Linked DNA regions of Bicyclus anynana: region 2 is linked to region 1. A link is a contact called in public Hi-C data. All regions are on one chromosome and are shown on one strand. Each heading gives the region's core, a stretch centred on a gene start, on an enhancer-like site or on the middle of the called end of the contact. The rest is flanking DNA. Distances are from core to core; before and after follow the strand shown. Region 1 holds the start of LOC112058583 (protein winged eye). Region 2 overlaps LOC112058583 (protein winged eye).

Region 1 (2,753 bases), core at 129-2,628:
TCTACTTAATGTATACGCAGCGTTTTTTACATTTTCAAGATTTAATTAATGAAACAATGCATACGATAGGTAGGTATATATTGTCTTTTATAAGTCCGCGTTGTTTTATAGATCCACCTGTATCTGTTTTCACAAATATCTGATATACCGATAAGCACGGTAGAAAACTAAGGTTAGACGGGATTGAAAGTCTGGAGCTGAACTTTTAAAATGTGTGTACCTACATACCTACCTTCTTAAATATAATTTCTGAAGAATGAACCGACAAAATCAACCTGATTAATTCATGGTAATTAATTAATTTTTGAAAGGTTTAGAGTAACATAACAATAAATAAGCTAACACACATGCGGTTAGATTTCAGGAAGTCCTCTTCTCAAAAATAGAGGTCGGTTATTTTCTAGTTGAGGTCGGTTAAATTCTACTTTTTTTTGACAAAGGCAAAGATCGAAATATTTTCAGCCTAGTCAATCGTAAACCTCACCAAGAGTTTAGGAATACCCAGTAAAACTACCTACAACGAAGTTTAGTTTTCACCGGGCGCTACGACGGTGAACGCGTTACGTTAGGCCTACTGTCGGAACCAAAAATGCATGGCGTAAGTTGCATTGATGTTTTTATTACATATTGCCTAAAAATATTATGTATTAAACTCTACCTTTACCTTATCAACAGGATTAAATCCACATCCACGTATAGAATCCAAATATAATGGCACAGTATTAAACAACTTTTTTGTCAAACACTACACTATTTTTATCACTTATTTTCTTGTTATGCACTGTTTAGTGACAGGATAAAAGGATTCACTGGATTTTATATCAAGTAGGTAATCACCACACTACACTTGGCAATCGAAACTTTTTGAAAAAAGAACTAATGTATTATATAAACTGCAACAAAATGGGTCTGTACCTTCCAAAATTCGTTTATATGGCAATTTCACACATCCCTAATCGCAAAAAAATTAACTTGAATGAAAAAAATCAACCGAACAGTTGCGTTCTAGCGTGTTCCTTTCGCATCCTCAAAACAGCTGTTCGGGAGTAGTGACGTTGAAAATCGATAACCGAATCGTAAACCACCGCGACTCCTCGCACAGCTTCTATTTTACACACGATTAATTTATAGATTGTCGTAATTTATAACTTACGTATACTCATTGAAATCGTTTTTGTTTATTACTACTATAGTTATTCTTAACTAAAAATTATAATGAGAGAGTGAGAATTGTCTTCTCTAACGAAAATTAAAAAAAAAGAGTTTGTCTTTGAGTCACTTATTTTTTTTTAAGTTTGTAAGATGGTTGATTTTTTCTGAGCCACATGATTAGGCTGCACGCACGCGGTCGCGTTTGGTCGCGGACTGACGGCGGCGGGGCCGCGGGGCGCGGGCGGGGCGGGAGGCGGAGGGCGGGACCGACGCGGGAATGCTATTGTAGGCGAACTTGCCCGCCACTTTTTTTTCTCTCTCGATTCTGGTCAAACAAGTTTTGTATACAACCTGCATTGTAAGGATTCCGCCATTCTTCCACCGAGGCAACGGTCTATCTTACGAGGCATAAGGTTTCGCCTTTGCCGAGGCTTTTCCTAAGAAACCGTAAATAGACACGACCCTTTTGACTCAGAGGTTACTAGCATCGCAAGTTTGTAGTCTATGGAACGATTCTCGATTATGACAGATGTAGACTGAGATCCTGCAATAGCCAGATATACCTACCTACTCAACTAATTACTTAGCTGTACCTGTGTAGTAGCCAATTATGAAGATTGGACCGTGGAGGTAGCAGGTTTCAAGACACCAGATCGAAAATTGTCCAAATAGGTACAAACTGTTGTAGCAAACTTTTTTTGATTAAGTAATTATTTCATTATTAAAGTAGAATTATCAAGATTTTTTTTTAATATAGGTACCTAAGTTGCGCGGTAAGGGTAGGCCTGGGCCAAAGATGGGCATTCCATTTACTACTAAAGTCCCCACATATCAAGTCCTACATTTAACTCCTAAAGTCACCACGGTGACACAGAAAACATATGTACAAGACGGTGACACGTTCCAAACTCCAGACTTGCCTTCTTACTGACACCGCCAGGCCTTCCTACTACGGGCTGACAAACTTTCAAAGCTTGTATAAAGCCGTAGACTCTCAAACCTCAACGTATACTAAATATATCCTAGGTATGGTGAGTTTCGTCAGATACACGATCCTACGACTTACATTGCAACTTCAGTGGTATTAGGATATCAAAGCCACATCTTTTTCCGAACATCCGAGTAAGAGAAGAACTAATTGACGTCGTGTTCGTATTCGGATAGGTCTGTTGACCTATTCACTATTTTGGTCTACTATTATCAACCTATAAAATAAGCATCAAATCAATTGACAAAATGTCTCATCCGTTGCTTACTAAAATAATTTGTAATATCGATTAAGTAGTTCATGTGTTAAATTGTAATAAACAATCACATGAAAAATCAAACCTTACCTCTTTAATAGACAGACGTGATAGCCCAAAGGATACAGTATGTCTCTGCCTTCGATTTGGAGGGCGTAGGTTCGAATCCGATCAGGGCATGCACCTCTAAGTTCAGTTAAATATCACGTGTCTCAAACGGTGAAGGAAAAACATCGTTAGGAAACCTGCATACCAGAGAATTTTCTTAATTCTCTGCGTATGTGTAATCTGCCTATCTGCATTTGGCCAGCGTGGTGGACTAAGGCTTATAGACTAAGACTAATGCCCTTTCGTTCT
Region 2 (2,753 bases), core at 77-2,576, 99 kb before region 1:
TAAATACCCTCAGCAGGTACTCATCTCCATATTTCCATCATTTTTCTCGTCACGATAGTGATGAATAGAGGCTAAATTTTGATTAAATTCCAAGGGTAATAATAACTTTATAAAGGGAAGATGACATTCAACACATTTTTATTTTATTCAATTTTATGTATGTACCTACATAATTCCTATTTTTCTTAGCAACATTATATTTTTCTAATTTTACTTTAACATCAACTTTACTACAACTCACAACAGATCTTAGGTGCAATGGTACAGCAATTGTATCTGGAGGCTTTCCATTTGGCAATTAATGAAATCCATACCTAACTCAAATCCGGATTAAATGTTGAAAGCGCCCCAGGCGATCATCTCGTCGGCTCCCTTTTAACGATCAAATATTTTAAGTTACAACTAATTCTAGGAACAGTAAACATTGATATTGAATATTCATGATTGCATAAATTACTTCAAGTTGGATATCGCATTTATTTTCTTCGCCAACACTATTAAAATTTTAATTTTTTTCTCAAGTTTTGTCTGCTTCCGCCATGAATTTTGCACGATTTTACTCAGGTAGTAAGATCGTGCAAAATTCATGGCGGAAAATATTAACTAAAAATATTAACGAAAATATTAACTAAAATCGCTTGAAGCAGCACATGGTTTGAATAATAAATATAAATATGTAGTTTATAGAACTCAAATGTGCGTTAAGAGTGGTAGATATAGAGTAGGTGTTGTAGGGTTAGGGTAGATGTAGGGTAGGAGTAGGGTAGGGTAGATGTAGGGTGAGAGTAGGGTAGGGTAGGGGTAGGAAAGAAGTGCACATAAGCTGAAGCGAAGCTTGACTGGGCCCGCTAGTTGAATATTCGAAACACTTAAAGCAAAAAGTATTTGACGGTAGGACGATAGACTCAGATAGGACAATCTACTATCAAGCAGGATGTATGTAAGTAAACGTAACTCAATAAATTTCGCAAAAACGCAAAAAGCTTGTCAACTTTTCAATTGATCGAATCATAAAGTAACGCGTTCCCACAATGTACCCATTATATTCTAACCACGTATTCCATAACAGCCTAATAAGCGACAAAAACTTAACGAGGCGTTATTGAATTGCTCGAACATAGAAAACGACGATTTATGCAAAAAATAAAACACAAAAACCAAAGTCATTGTACACGAAATAACCGCAGGCGTGGGCACTCGGCTAGTTCATTACGAAACGAAAATAAAACGATTCGATGAAAGAAACCGGTGGCCGTAATAAACGGGATCGAGTGTCGGCCCAAAAAGAGAATTTGGACCTTTTAAAAAAACAAATTAGACCCAAAGTGGTGGGAGGCTGTTAGCTGATTACATCATTTCAACGACCGGTCGCATCGTGAGCGCCTATATCGATACTTGCGCCCGAATGTGCGCGCAGCTCAAGTTATTTTGGGTTACGACACTTTTCACCGACGCCGTGCTCGCGACCAATATAAATTGGGACGCTATAATTATTATTTTCCTTAATATAGGTAGTTCGCAATAAAATTTTAACGTATGCAAATCACCTACGATTTTAAAAAATAACGTTACAAAAAAATAACCGTTACAAAGAAATACGTTAAATAATCGTAACATTCCAAATTAATATTACCGGTACTAGCAACTAGCTCAACTAGATAGTGTGTGTGTATAAAAGTGGGTTAATAAAAAAAACACAAGTAAAAAGGCCCAACGGACAAACTCAGTTGCAATGCCGCTACCAAAGCGGCATGACACCGCAGGAGGTATTTCACTAGAGCGGAGCGCTGGCAACGCTAAAACGCCGCTCTCGCAATGCAGTTGGCGCGCAGTTACCAGGCTCGCATGAATTCGTAGGAGGTACTCACCGGGGTACTGCCAGAGAGGCGGCGCGGGAGCGGGCGCGGGGGTCGGCCACGCCAGCGGGGCGGGGCGGTCGTCGCAGAGCACGTTGGCCACGCCCACCGTCATGGCCGTCTCTGCAATCACAACAATGAGGTTTTATATCTGCATTGGGCCGCGTACTCGCAGTCAGCCGCTCATTAAAAATATATAACACTTTATTTTGTGCGGAAAATAATATGGCGAGAGCGTTTCAGTTGAATAGTGCACGCACTGTACACGACTGTACAGTTGTAGACGCTTGTACAGTTGCTGTTGCTACTGCGTCTATACGATTACTGCGAGTTTTTATTAATTTACTTAATGTCTAACTTTAATATTTTTAACGATTTTATTAGTCTACATTGCAAGGTCTCATATACAAAAGGGCAAAAGGGATAGTTCTTAATTACATCTTTTGTCTATCGTAATTTCAGACTAACAACACGCCGGTGTTTATCTAAATGTATGATTGTTTCTTCATATTTGGTCATATTCAGAAGATCAACAAGAAACAATTATAAGGGTCAATCACTATATGACCAACGAATTATTGCATGTATAGGTCCTACTGTTAAGATGTGGATATAATCGGCTTAGGTTGAACTGATTGATACGTTAAAGCCCTCTGGCAAAGGGCTGCCATGAAGCGACGAAGTGATGACTGGCAAATGGCACAAGTTTCTTCATACATACTATACCGAAGATATTAAAAAAACAGTGGATCTTTACAACGTCCGCGAACGTTTTGCATCTACATTTTTTAATTAGTACCAAAAACTTTGGAATGCCCTTCCGGCGTTTGTGTTTCTTGACACTAATAATTCAAACACCTTCAAAGCAAGAGTGAATAGGTATCTTCTAGGAAACCG

Evidence for each region. Hi-C and Micro-C count contacts between places; a contact is called where the count stands out from the background.
Region 2: a contact with region 1 is called in a Hi-C map of whole body, with 3 times the contacts expected there. The contact joins the enhancer-like site here to the promoter of LOC112058583 in region 1. A contact is called at or near these places in 2 of 2 Hi-C or Micro-C datasets (whole body and whole larva).

What each region holds. Positions count from the first base shown.
Region 1 is chr11:16,745,674-16,748,426 of ilBicAnyn1.1, reverse strand. It overlaps LOC112058583 (protein winged eye), which reads right to left and starts at 1,378. Exons shown (of 14, transcript XM_052884509.1): 1 at 665-1,378.
Region 2 is chr11:16,844,289-16,847,041 of ilBicAnyn1.1, reverse strand. LOC112058583 (protein winged eye) reads right to left here. Exons shown (of 14, transcript XM_052884509.1): 8 at 1,869-1,979. Among protein-coding and RNA genes, the nearest start is that of LOC112058582, 33 kb to the left of the region's middle. Within about 2 kb of position 1,326, at least 8 of the 8 cell types and tissues checked have open chromatin away from gene starts, as enhancers often do.